Linked DNA regions of Ovis aries: region 1 is linked to region 2. Evidence: chromatin contacts called from public Hi-C data. All regions are on one chromosome and are shown on one strand. The core of a region is the stretch at or near the end of the contact, and the rest is flanking DNA. Distances in the headings are between cores, read along the strand shown.

Region 1 (7,218 bases), core at 1,150-3,649, 190 kb before region 2:
TGTCCATGCTTCTTCATCTGTGAAGTGGAATGGTAAGAGCGCTGACCTCACCAGGTCACTGAATCATTGCATGTCAAGTTCATTACTGTGCCCTCACTTACATCATCTCATTTAATCTCCTTGAAACAGGGATGATTATAAGAGGATGGCTCAGAGGAGTAAAGACACTTGTCCAAGGTCACACAGCCAAGAACAAATTCAAACCCAGGTCTCTGAGCCTCCAGTGTGCCTCCAAAAGCTTGTAACAACTACACAAACTTGGTGAGTGTGCCCTGGAGACTGAAGAGCAGGGAGAGAGAGATGCTGATGGTGGGACATGACACAGGGCTCAGTCTTGGAGAACAACGCAGCCTTCACTTTACAGAGGAACAGAGGGCTGCTCTTTCAGAAACATATTTTCCTATTTCCAGGAATATTTGCATTTTATTTATTTCAAATGCTTTGGGAACTGCTGATTGTTCTACATTCAAAGCAGGATAGGGGATGGGGAAGAGAGCCACAATGATTATTTCAGGGCCCAGATATTTCCCCTTTTAGCTGCCAAGTAGCCAGTGTTCGTTTCACAGCTACACTCTCCCAGGCAGGAGGTCACTGTTGCCCTCATTTTCCAAGAGAGGCAAATGAAAAACTGAGAAGGTTAGCCCATGAGAACTTCACAGTAGCCCCTAGAAGGTCCTTCTTAAAAAACTCCTCCAGTCTCCATCTTCTCTAGCTGCCCCCGCCAAGCCCACCTCCGCCCCTGCCCTGGCTTATTTTTCTCCAGGGAACTTGTCACCACCAGGCACTCTAATACATATCTATGTTAACCTGTTTGTTGTCTATCTTTTCTACATTTTTTTGGCATGTTCCATGCAGATACTATTCATGTACACTGTTTTATAGATGGAGAAACTGAATGAAGGAAACAAATAGAATGACGAAATGAATGGCAGTGCCTAGGATCCAAACCCATTCATTAATTCTATTAATACTTATTAAGGGCTTACTTTGTGTAGCTTCCAGGCTTTTCTTTACATATTTACATACAAATATAGGTAGGTGGCACAGTGGTAAAGAATCCGCCTGCCTATGCCGAAGCTGCAGGTGATGTGGATTCGATCCCTGGGTGGGAAATATTCCCTGGAGGAGGAAAAGGCAACGCACTCCAGTATTCTTGCCTGGAGAATTCCATGGACAGAGGATCCTGGCAGGCTACAGTCCACAGGGTCATAAAGAGTTACCCACCACTGAGTGACTGAGCATGCACGCACACATAGGTAAAAAAAATAACCATGTTATATTTTTAAAAAATGAATATACTCTCTGTACTCTTCTACAAGCTTGTTTTACAGCTCTCTCTGTTAATTCACCTGAGCAAGGTTAGGGCCCATGTCCTTTAATCTCTCCGAAAGCAGTCAGGAGCTGCCAGGACAAAAATTTACAAGATAGTTTTGGCCCTCAAGCAATTCAGCTAGGGAGACAGAAACTTAGACCAACAACTTAGACACAGAAGTAGAAAATTCTGTGGTAGAGAGGCACATGACATTGTAGAACCAAGTAGGAGGGACACTGGCTCTGCCTGCGGTGCATCACGGAGAACTTCTTGGAGAAGGTGATCCTTTGAGGTTTAAGGTCACGGCAAAGGGTCCTCCAGACAGAAACTACAGCCTTTCAAAGACTGAAGACTGGCCTGTTTGAGGAAACACAAACCTTCTTTTTGTTGGTGTCTGAATGGAACTCCAATACTTTGGCCACTTCATGAGAAAAGTTGACTCATTGGAAAAGACTCTGATGCTGATAGGGATTGGGGGCAGGAGGAGAAGGGGTCGACAGAGGATGAGATGGCTGGATGGCATCACGGACTCGATGGACGTGAGTCTGAGTGAACTCCGGGAGTTGGTGATGGACAGGGAGGCCTGGCGTGCTGCGATTCATGGGGTCGCAAAGAGTAGGACACGACTGAGCGACGGAACTGAACTGAACTGAAGCCCTAGGCAAGAGAAGGCACATCTGGAGGCTGGAGATGGCAGCAGCAGTACCGGATAAGGAGCTGGGACTTTTCCATGAGGGTGACCAGGGAGATTGCCCTATGGGTGTCTTGGAAGCCCACCTACCCCAGGTATACCCTAGCGGCAGCCGACCTCCTGCTCAGGGGTGTGGCGGAGCGGAACGGGGACGGGGGTGGAGGGGGTGTCCACGGAGTTGTTTTTCTGCCCCCAGCTGCGTGGCCACCTCCAGCTGATGGATCTCCCCCGGGGAGGAGGGGTAGGGGACAGTTCGGTTTCACAACCCTACTCCCTTCCCCCAGTGTCTCCGGAGGCCGACAAAAGAGGAAGCGCTACGCGGACTTCCTCCTGGGTCCGGGTGCACCAGAGCCCAGGGGAGTCCTTCGAAAGGGCGGAGGGATGGGCGGGAAGATGGGCGGGGCAGAGCAGGACCTGCCCGCCAACCCGCGCTCAGCCTGGTCTTCACACGGTGGCCGAGCTCCGGCTAGGTGAGTCCAGGCCTGGAGCCCGGGGAGGAGGCTCGCCTCCTGGCAGTCCTAACTCATTATTCCTAAAAAAGACCTCCTTTCTGAGACTCACATCTTGAATGAGAGGGCACATCCTACCCAGCAATTTAAAACTGAGGCGTTGTGTATGAATTATCATGGAGAGAGCCCAATATATGCTTTCAGAATAGTATAGAGAGCATTATTCATTTAAAAAAAACAAAAACAAACGGGAAACACATTGTTTTGTGTCTACCTATATACACAGCCGACAAGAACAGAGATAGTCACTGAAGAAGAGTGTAACATGGGACCAGAGAGAAAGAGGTGGTGACCTTTCCTCTGCTTTTAAAACTAGACTGTATTTGTTTTTATTTGTGTAATTAAAATAATAATAAATGAGAGGATTGGTATGTATGGTTATGGAGGGTCCTTTCAGTAAAGTTTCTTATTGCAAAACTTCCCCCAAATACATCAAAACTCAAAGACTTTTACAACAAAACCCCTATACTCACCACCTGCATCTACCATGAACATTCTACTTGCTTTATCACGTCTATTCATCTAGCTGTGCATCAGTTTCTCTTTAAAAGTATTTCAGAGTGAATTAGTTCAATGTTTGTTTACAAATTTTTGATGTGAAATATATGTACAACAAACTGCATAAGATTAAGTGTTCATTTGCTGAATTTTTGCAAATGGATTGTACATTTATATAAATTCAACCCCATTAAAATAGACATTGCCATCAATCCTGAAAGTTCCCCTTTGTCCTGTTTTAATTGCCAGCATTCTATGAATCAGCATCTCACACAGGGCCAGGTATATAGTAAGTGCTCAATAAATGTTTGTTGAAGGATGAATGTGGACATGGCCTTCTCCCCTGAGGGCAGGATCATGTCTTTTTTTCTTGTACTCCCCCACAGAATGGATACACAGTATAGCTCAGATGGTAAAGAATCTGCCTGCAATGCAGGAGACCTGGGTTAGATCCCTGGCTGGGAAGATGCCCTGAAGAAGGGAATGCTATCCACTCCAGTATTCTTGCCTGGAGAACTTCATGGACAGAGGAGCCTGGCAGGTTACAGTCCAAGGGGTCGCAGAGAGTCAGATACAACTGACATACTTACTTACCTTCAGTTCAGTTCAGTCACTCAGTCATGTCCGACTCTTTGCGACCCCATGAATCGCAGCACGCCAGGCCTCCCTGTCCATCACCAACTTCACTCAGACTCACGTCCATCGAGTCAGTGATGCCATCCAGCCATCTCATCCTCTGTCGACCCCTTCTCTTCCTGCCCCCAATCCCTCCTAGCATCAGAGTCTTTTCCAATGAGTCAACTCTTCACATGAGGTGGCCAAAGTACTGGAGTTTCAGCTTTAGCATCATTCCCTCCAAAGAAATCCCAGGGCTGATCTCCTTCAGAATGGACTGGTTGGATCTCCTTGCAGTCCAAGGGACTCTCAAGAGTCTTCTCCAACACCACAGTTCAAAAGCATCAATCCTTTGGCACTCAGCTTTCTTCACAGTCCAACTCTCACATCCATACATGACCACAGGAAAAACCATAGCCTTGACTAGACAGACCTTAGTTGGCAAAGTAATGTCTCTGCTTTTGAATATGCTGTCTAGGTTGGTCATAACTTTTCTTCCAAGGAGTAAGCGTCTTTTACTTACCTTACTAGATGCTTAATAAAGACTATTGACTGTACTATTTACACATTGCTGTGTAACAAATTGCCCCTAAATTTAATAGCTTAAAACATTATAAACAGTTATCTCACACAGTTTCTGTGGTCAGGAATCTGGAAGCAGCTTAGCTTAGTGGCTCTGGCTTGGGGTCTCTCTGAAACAGGCAAGGTAAACCTGGTTTACAGTCAAATGAAGGATTGACTGGGGCTGAAGAGCCATTTCCAGGATGATTCACTCATACAACTGTTGGCAGGAGGCCCAGAAGCTCACTACGTGGACCCCCCCATAAGGTTGGTTGCCTGAGTGTGCGGATGACATGGCGGCTGGCTTCCCCTAGAGCGAGTAATTGGAGAGAGGAGGTGATGCATCACGCTGGTCACACAGGTCATCTCCATTCCATGTGGGAGTGGCCCACACAAGAGCAGGAATGCCAGGAGGTGAGACTACGTGGGGGCTTCTTGGAGAAGGAAGTCATTGTGAATATGGATTCAGATTCTCTGAGCACTTGCTTTGTGTTGGATGCTGTGTTGGGCTCCAGGAGGGAGCATAAGTCACAACCAGTTCTTCCCATCCCCCTTACAAGATCAAGATCTGTGTGTGTGTGTGCATGTGTTGGAGATGGAGATGGGGAGGTCAGGTAGACACGGAAACACATGGGGTTGTAGAGTATGATAAATACTGCAGTAACACATTTTTAATTGTTTTTCTGTGATTCATACTCATGGCACAATATTTAAGATACATCACGAAAAGAGAGTTTCTTTTCCTCCATATTTTACAACTGTACATTCCTCCAGCTCAGAGACAACAACTATCACCTGTTTTGTATATCCTTCCAGAACTATGTATTCCATGCGGAGACACAGACATTCTCTGCCCTCTTTAAAGAGAAGGATAGCACCATCCAAAGTGCATTATTCTGCATCTTGCTTTTCTTTTTTCCAATTACTTTATCCTGGAAACAATTCCACATCAGTACACAGAGAGCTGGGCTTCCCTGGTAGCTCAGTGGTAAAGAATCTGCCTGCCAATGCAGGAGATGCAAGTTTGATCCCTGGGCTGGGAAGGAAATGGGAGGAAATGGCAACCCACTCCAGTATTCTTGCCTGGGAAAGCCCATGGACAGAGGAGCCTGGCAGGGAGTCCAGGAGGTCGAAAAGAGTCAGACATGACAGCAACTAAAGGACAGCCATACAGAGAGCTACTCCCTTCTTATTTATGGCTGCACGGTATTCTGTTGTCTGCACGAGCCCCAGTTTATTTAATCAGTTCTCTATCACTGAACACTCGATTTATTTCCAATCTCTTGTCCTTAGAAGCAAAGCTGCAGTGATTTTCCTTGTATATTCATCATTTCCATGTTGTGGGTATGAATGCAGGAGACACTCCTGGCAGTGAAACTGTTGCATCAAAGGGTGTGTGCATTTAAAATATTGATAGATATTGTTAAGTAGGGTTTATACCAACTCGCCCTCCCACCCAAAACGTGTGAGTGCCTGCCTGTTTCCTCACACCTACCCACACTGTAAGTTGTCAAACTTTCCAAACTCTGCCAATCTAGTAACTGAAAAAAAACAAAAAGACTTCTCAATGCAGTTTTAATTTGCATTTTTCTTATTAGAGTGAAGTTGAACATTGTGTCACAAGTTTCAGAACCAATTATCTTTTCTGTGAACTGAAAAAAATAATTTGCCTATTTTTCTGTTGGGCTATGGGTCCTTATTATTTATTTGAATGTTCTCTTTATACATCAAAGGCACTGTCTGCGTGATAAGCTTGAAAAATAATGTTTTGGAACAATTTGCTTTGAGACAGAAATGAGAAGTTTCTACCCCATGAGCTGCCAGGCTCTTCTGTCCATGGGATTTCCCAGGCAAGAATACTGAATGGGTTGCCGTTTCCTTCTCCAGGAGAGCTTCCTGACCCACGGATCAAACCTGGGTCTCCTGCATTGCAGGCAGATTCTTTACTGTCTGAGCCACCAGGAAAGTCTGAAGTTTCTACAGGTCACATCATTTTCTGTGCATCACTGCAGGGCCACCTAAGGGTTAAGGGAGCGGCCATGCCATGTATTGTTCTAGAAGGTGATGCTAAGACCTGGTGGTGGGGTTGCGGGGAGAGGGGTGGGCTAGGAGGCAGTTGTGAGCCTTGTTCTAGAAGGAAAGAACTGTCTCAGAAGACAGCAAGCTCTCCAGTGCAAGAAGTAGACAAAACAGGCTGGCTTGGCTCTAAAACATTTTGTCCTTCATCTGGAATGTCTGTGAATAGACAAGTCAGAAATGGGAGGACACAACAGTGCGTGTGTATGTGGTAAGCCACTTCAGTCATGTCCAACTCTTTGTGACCCCATGGACTGTAGCCCACCAGGCTCCTCTGTCCATGGGATTCTCCAGGCAAGAATATTGGAGTGGTTTGCCATGCCCTTTCCAGGACACAGCAGTGCGGCTGTCAATTTCTGATCATTTGCTGGTTACTGCATCTGGAACATTAACAGCAATATAAACTCCTTAGAGAGGAAGCCCCATGAGGCCAGTGTTCAAGTGCTAAATAAACAGTTGTGAAGAATGAATGAAAGAGGGAATGAGTGTTCTAATCAAAGGATATTAGATATTACTGTCTCTCAGCTGATAGGAAGCCCTCTTCCCCTCCCTCCTTCTTTGAACCTGCCCTCCCTTCTTCCCTGACTTCCCTGGTGGCTCAGATGGTAAAGGATCTGCCTACAATGTGGGAGACCCGAGTTCGATCCCTGGGTTGGGAAGATCCCCTGGAGAAGGAAATGGCAACCCACTCCATTATTCTCGCCTGGAAAATCCCATGGACGGAGGAGCCTGGTTGTCTACTGTCCATGGGGTCGCAGAGTCGGACACGACTGAGTGACTTCACTTCCCTTCCCTTCTTCCTTCCTCTTACAGCATCTGAGCCAGTTCTTAGCATCTCTCCTCTGGTCCTTGTCCCAGCCCTCTCCCTAGGGCCCCAGGGCCCAGGTTTTTCTCCCCTCCAAACAGCTAGATTCATTTTGAGAAAATGCAAGCCCATTAGCTCACTCCGCACTGCC
Region 2 (6,935 bases), core at 1,721-4,220:
TACTTTTCTTAACACTGTCTCGGCTCCGGACACCACACTTTTTATGTTTTGGATTGGTTTTAGTTGTCTGTTCCCCTTCTCTAGCATGTTAGGACTTGTTCGATGCCATTTCCCTAGCACCTGGCACAGTACACAGCACTGTGAAAAAGTACCCAATAATTAGTCAATCAATAGCTGACTCCAATTAATTTACACATCACATTTGAGCATCTCCGCTGAGCCAGGTCCATGATAGAGGCCTGGGACCTGAGCCCCGTTAAGTGGAAGCAACAGAGAAAGAGTCACAAAGAAGATCTTCCCCGACCTCCCAGCACTCCTCCGGAGCTGCTTCTCCTGCTCCTTCTGGGCTCCAGGCCTCTGCATGTGCTGTCTCTGCTCCCCTGGTCTTGATCTCGACTCAAGGGTTCCCACCTGCCATTTCTGATCCTCAGGCCTTTCTATCCACAGTCTCCTCTGTCTGAAAATCTCTCCCCTGCCTTTCCCACTGGAAAACAGCTCCTCCTTCTTCAAAGCCTTCATTCAGGAGACTCTTTGCTGACCTGCGGGTGAGTCAGGAGACTCCACTGTGACAACTCCTCTCCCCACCCTCCCGCCCTAGCTTTCCTGAGTTATGTAGCTCTCCCCATGCCAGGCTGCTAGGTTGCCATCACCTCCTCACACACCCGACTCCCTCACTCCACATGAGTCTATCATTTACTCCTTGAACGCACACTGCTCTGAACCAGGCCCCGGGCTGGTGTTGAGGCCTGTTTCTCTTGCTGTTCTCAGAGGGCAGGGACCACCTGGCTTCCCTCAGGGACCTCCAGTGCACAGCATAGCATCTGGCCCAGAGCCTGTGCTCATCAGCCCTTACTGACTTGAACCAGAGGGCTTGAAGGGAAAGTCCCCAAGATAAATTCACCAACTGTGGGGTGAAGTTTATGGTCAGGGGCATCAGGCCCCTATGGCAGGACTGTCCGCCTGTCTATCTGTTGATCTGTGTGATATCTTTGGAGCATCAAGCTTCACACCCCCAGCCCCTGGTGCATACGTGTGGGTGGCAGGAGGAGAGAGGCACCCACTCCAAGGTTCCCCTCCTCCTCCCCACAGCCAGACTGCACTACCTTGTCTTTGGGTGTCTGTTTCTTGATGACCTTGGCTGCCAACTTGAGGCCTGTGGCCTTCTCTGTGCAGGTACAGACCGCTCCAAACTTGCCGCTGGAGAGAGAAGAGGCTGAGAGTAAGGGAGTTCCAAAGGCCAAGTTGGGAGGGGTGTGGGGGGTGCTGTGCTCTGTTCCCTGTGAGATGGGGAAATCCCAGCCAGCTCCAGTACCCTCCCAAAACGTGAGCTCTACTGCAGAGACCACGGCTGACCCACACAAATCACAGGCTCAGGCAGGATAGGCTCATCAAAGGACAGCCCCTGATGGGCACCTCACAGGCAGGCAAGGGCTCCAGGCCCCGGGGGAGGGAACTTCAGGACTTCTAACAAAACAGGGGATCACCCTCAAGGGGTCAGTGTGGTACTCCAAACTGAGACACACAGGACAGTATTACGTGCTTCCTACGGGACACACCTAATGACCAATGGTGTGTTTGTGTGAGTGACTGACACACCAGCCATTTAACAGCCTGCACACAGACAAGTGAGACCACATGGAAGAAGTTGTGACCGTGTGGCTCACGTCTGATTGGAATGTCTGGGCCTTCCATGGGGCAGATGTAAGGCCTGGGGACTTCATGCTCTCCTGCCCATGGGCCAGGGGCTCGGGGCCCCAGCTCTCACCCGCCCAGTGCCTCCTTGGAGTTCAGGCTGAATTGATTGTTGATGTTCCCGGGCCTCAGTTCCACAATGCGGTGGGGGAAGGGGGCTGGGGGCGGTGGGCAGTCATCTGTGGAGCAGAGCAGAGCCATTTCGGTCAGTGCTGGGGCTGCTAAGGACTCACCCTGGCACCATGCCCTCCTGCCTGGCCTAGGCCCCGTCCAGGGGTGCTCACCAAGTGATACCTGGGAGACAGTTGGCTCCAGGACAGGGGCTAGGGGCCCAGTTTCCAAAGTCAGCTCTGCCACCAACACTCGCCCTCCTTGGGAGGCCTTTGTCAGAGGGGGGCTCAGCTTCTCCCGGCACAACAGTGGGTACGGCTGATTGGACTCCTCAGACCCTCCCACATTATAAAGTATGAAGACTCCATCCCAAAGTTTTGCATTTCCATTTTTAAAAAGGGCGGAGCGGGGCGGGGTGGGGGTGGGGAGTTCGCAACCGAGAGCTCCCTGGTGGCTCAGAGAATCTGTGTGCAATGCAGGAGACCAGGGTTCAATCTCTGGGTCGGAAAGATCCCTTGGAGAAAGGAATGGCAACGCACTCCAGTATTCTGGCCTGGAGAATTCCATAGACAGAGGAGCCTGATGGGCTACGGCCCACGGAGTTGAAAAGAGTTGGGCAGGACTGAGCTACTAACTTTCACTTTCAACTATAATGGTGGAGCGCCATGCCAGATAGGCGTTACTGTGTCTGAAGGAGTCGAGGATGGGACCTGCCTACCACCCCCTCTAATAACACCACAAGCTCTCACCACCTGTGGAATGGGTATCCCCTGGCCCTGGCCCAGGGGCAGGGGTGAGCGGGGAGGAGCCGGGAAAGGAGCTGTTTGGTAGGGACTTGCTGCCACCTAGTGACAATACGGGGAACAGCAGGCCCTGCACGCCGACAGGCTGAGTCACCGGGAATGGAAACCTCTTTATAAATAGCCAAGAGGCCGCAGGGGAAGCCGGCTGGTGATAAATCAGACGGCCCTTGGAGGTTGTTCAGGTCCGTCCCTCGAGGATGTGATTGCTGGGCCGAGTGGGCCCTGGAGGTCTGTGCCGCTGCTCAGGGGAGGAGGCAGGGCTCCTGGCTGCCGCCCAGCCGCCAGGCCCTCCCACCCTGTCTGGGTGGCACCATGCCGCTCACCAGGCAGACTGGCAGGTCTCCCGGGGCACCTCGGCCTGGAGGAGGGGGGTTGTCAGGACACTCTGGGCTCTCCTGACCCCATCTCACCCCACCCCCCAGGCCTGCTGCACCCTTTCCCGAGCCCTTTCCCTATTCACCTACTGGCCAAGCTTGCTCACGCTCAGTGGCTCCCTTCTGCTCGCTGAATAAACCATCAGCACTTGAGGCCGCTCCGGCCCTGCCCATCTCGCGTGCCCAGCTTCCTTGGGCACCGCCTCCCTCCCGCCTCCACACACACACCTGTGCTCCTCAGTTCACAGCCCTCTGTGGCTCCCATGACCCTCCCTACTCGTCCAGGATGCAGTTTAAAAGGGCATTTGAGCCCTTTTACAGGGTAACTTCAAACCCCACCGTCCAGAGTACTGGTGGTGCTCCAACATGTATGATTTTTTTTTTAACTCCATTTTAGCCAGTGTAGAAGAAAGTAAACAAGAGAGCTCTGGAGTCAGGTTCATATCCTGTTCTAGCTGTGGGTTTGGGGTGCTCCCTTTTCTGAGTCCTCATTTCCCCGTCTCTTGAAGGGGACTAGGAACTCAGACTTCCTGGGGTTGGATGACACTTTTATGAATCACCCTGGGTGAGGTGGCTCAGAAGAGTTTAGTGCTCTAAGCGAGGAGAAGGGGGAGACACGGGGAGCCCCTTCCCTCCTCCCTGGGCTCCAGGGCAGCCCCAGCCTACCCAAAATCTGGAAGCAGTCCTCCTCCCTGGCTGTGGGACTGAGGGCCTGCCCCACCTCCGCTCTCTCCGAGGGAACGGCCTGGAATTCGATTCCTCTCGAGGTGTCCCCTTGCACCCCAGCCTGGCCAGCCTGGCCTGCAGCCTTCTCTTCTTCCTTCTGGCTGCCTCCCGGGAGGTTCTTCTCTCCTTCTGCTACTGTGGCTGGCTCCCTTTCCGTGGGGCCAGGGGTCACAGGCACCCCTTCAAAGATGAGGTCTGATGTCTCATCTAGGGGCTTCTCGGCCAGTGGCTTCTCAAGGCTGAAATGTGAGAACACAGAAGGGTGATACCCTTAGCAGCCACAGCCCCCGCCCCCCGGCAGGCCTCCCAAAACCTTGTCTGCAATCTAGAGCTGATACAGCCTTGCCCCCACCCAAACACGTGGGATGGTGAATCCAAATTCACTTCATATAAAATCCGGGGATGTTAATAATACATAAATGTCTGTGGTGGTAGTGGTTGTTTCTTCCCAGCTATGCCATGCGACGTACAGGATCTTAGTTCCCCGACCAACGACCAACCCACGCCCCGTGCAGTGGAAGTGCAGAGCCCTAACCCCTGGACCACCAGAGAATTCCCATGTCTGTGTTGCTATTTTGAGTATCAATGCACTAAGAGATCATTAACAACTGTTAACAGGATTGCTGATTTGGTTAATCATTAGGTAGCAACAATTAGGGAGGTTATGTAGCTCTTGATTCATAAAATTATGGTGATACAATTGATAACATATTAATGATACTAATTTATATTACCACATAGTTCAAACTGGTATGGTAAGTGTTATTATTGTGGTTTACAATAAATATATCATTAATAACCTCACTTATATCATTGGCATTCAGGTAAAGCTAACGGATTGCACCTTGAGACTGGTGGTGTATTATAGCTCTAAGAATATAGTGGGCTTCCCTGATAGCTCAGTTGGTAAAGAATCTGCCTGCAACGTAGGAGACCAGGGTTCAACCCCTGGGTTGGAAAGATCCCATGGAGAAGGGAAAGGCTACCCACTCCAGTGTTCTGGCCTGGAGAATTCCATGGGTTGTATAGTCCATGGGGCTGCAGAGTCAGATACAACTGAGTGACTTTCACTTTCACTTCACTTTTCACTTCAAGAGTATTAGTAATGATCTATCAGCCTGATTATTAGTCATATTTTCAGATTATACCAATAACTGTATTAAGAAGATGAGTTATCTCTTCCTCTGGACATCTCAGTCCTGGCCTTGGTGAGACCCAAGTCCATGGGGTAAGGGGCACTCTGGACTCCAGATGCCTGGAGAAGGGGTCTTTGAGGTCCTCTGCTGCCTGACACAGCAGAGGCTGTGTCACAGCTCACAGTTCACAGGCTTCTGTGAACTATCACATAGTTCTGATCTCTGCAGGAAGACCAGGTGGTCAGGCCAATGCCTAGGACAGAGAGAGCTGAACATCGGAACTACCCAAGCCAGCACTGAATGTGGTGATGGTGCCCGATCCCTCCCCGCCCCCAGGCAGGGGCCGTTCACCTCGAGATGGCGGCGGGGCAGCTGGGGCTGTGCAGAAAGGCTGGTGTGCCCTTCTTGCTTGCTGCTTGGCCCTCTGCTACCTTCTTGTGCAAATTGCCTTCTCCAGGGTCCTGGCTGCCCGGGGTCTCCTGCTCAGCCTCGGGCTTTTTGACGTCGGCCTTGGCTGTTGCTGTCTCCTGGGGCAGGGCTGCCAGCTGCCCAGCAGAGCCCTCCGCAGGCTCTCCCTGCAGGCCTCCTTCTCCCTCAGGGCCCTGGCTGGTGGTTGAGGGTTGGGCCGAGGCCCCATCCCCTTTCTCTGGGGCCGGGGCTTCAGTATCTTTCGTCGAGTTGAGGGGATCAGGTTCTTTCTTTGGGTCTGGGGGCCCAAGTTCTTTCTCTGGGTTTGGGGGACCAGCATCCTTCTCTGGATCTGGGGGCCCAGGATCCTTCTGTGGATCTGGGGGCCCAGGGTCTTTCTCTGCAGCTGGGGGTCCTTCGCCTGCTGCACCCTTTGGTGCTGCGTCTGCAAAGGAGGTGAAACACCAGTCAGGATCCACCCTCCTACCCCTCCCGCCCCAGCCAGGCTGGCCAGGGACAGGTTCTGGGCCCAGGTCCCCACCCAGGCCACAGTTTACAAGCACTTGTCCCACTGAACTTCTGGGGCCATTCCATGGGCTCCCAATATGAGCTGTCTGGGCCTCTGAGGCCCTGGGTGCAGGGCTCTGGGCCCTGGTGGGCCTTGAGCCCACCCCTCAACCCTCACTCTGAGTGTTCAGGCCTCATCCACGGGGACTTCACATTTTCCCAGTCTCTCTGGGGAAGGCTTCCTGTGGGCCCTTGACCCAGTCCTACCCTATCCAGAGATAATTCTGATATTTGGGTCCTCCATGTGCCACACAAAGAAGCCTTGGGCACAGAACTCCCACTTCGAATCCAGAGCACCGGCCCAGCTCTGGATTCAAACACCCCTTCCCAAGCTCCTCCCTCCACCTCCGGCCCCCGCTTGGCACCTGTTGATGAGCTTGGGATTTCTAGCTCCACTGCTCCGTTTTCTGTCGCCATGAGGTAGGGAGGCGTGTGCTTCTGCTTGTCTAACTCGAGTCTTTCCAGCTGCAGAAAGAAGAGAAAGGTGTGTCGGGCTGCTGAATGCCTCCTCCTGTCTGGCTGAGAGGAGGCAGGGGCCAGCCGGTGGAGGGGACAGAGGCACCTGGAGTGGAGAGGGGCGACCTGGTGTCTGTCTGTCTCGCAGCGGCTGCCCGGGAGCCGTCCTGGGCAGTTGTAAGGCCGGGGCCCAGTGGGCAGAGGCGGAGGCAGGGGTGCAGGCAGAGGAGGCGGGGACGGGGGAGAGGATCTCTTACACCAGGGGCCATGCAACTCGGACTGCCACCACCTGTCACTCTTGGCCCCCATTCAGAGGACACGGCATTCTTCCCGTGGACCGACCCGGGGGAGAGTGGTGTTGGAACAAGCAGGAAGAGAAAGCAGGAGGGGGCACCTGGGGCCCCGGGGGAGCAGCCTTCTCCCAGACCTTGCCTGGTATCTCTGATTTGGGACAAGATAGATGAGGGAGCTCTCAGACAGGGCTGAAGGGCAAGACTATGCTCAGGCCAGGCTCTGGCTCTGCCAACATCTCCTGGGGTTCCCCGGAGTCTGGTTGGAACCACACAGGCCCAGGTGTAGTCACCCTGACCCCAGCACCCCGCTCTGCGTCCACAAGCCTTGTGCCTGGCCTCCAGACCAGCGTGGAGCATCTTTGAGTAAGA

Evidence for each region. A called contact is a pair of places that touch in the nucleus more often than the background predicts.
Region 1: a Hi-C map of skin fibroblasts shows a contact between it and region 2, with 2.2 times the contacts expected there. The contact joins two enhancer-like sites. A contact is called at or near these places in 8 of 16 Hi-C or Micro-C datasets (hypothalamus, liver, mixed tissues and 5 more).

Annotation. Positions count from the first base shown.
Region 1 is chr13:61,214,777-61,221,994 of ARS-UI_Ramb_v3.0, reverse strand. No RefSeq gene overlaps it. Among named protein-coding and RNA genes, the nearest start is that of HCK, 11 kb to the left of the region's middle. Within about 2 kb of position 2,399, at least 17 of the 54 cell types and tissues checked have an H3K27ac peak or open chromatin away from gene starts, as enhancers often do. A contact at or near this core is called in liver, where this site is marked.
Region 2 is chr13:61,025,641-61,032,575 of ARS-UI_Ramb_v3.0, reverse strand. It overlaps MYLK2 (myosin light chain kinase 2), which reads right to left. Exons shown (of 14, transcript XM_060397686.1): 3 at 6,183-6,282; 4 at 5,194-5,695; 5 at 3,647-3,945; 6 at 1,766-1,871; 7 at 1,104-1,197. The coding sequence starts at 6,234. It overlaps LOC121816196 (a long non-coding RNA gene), which reads left to right. Exons shown (of 2, transcript XR_006055675.2): 2 at 1-2,170. Among named protein-coding and RNA genes, the nearest start is that of MYLK2, 16 kb to the right of the region's middle. Within about 2 kb of position 2,970, at least 35 of the 54 cell types and tissues checked have an H3K27ac peak or open chromatin away from gene starts, as enhancers often do. A contact at or near this core is called in liver, where this site is marked.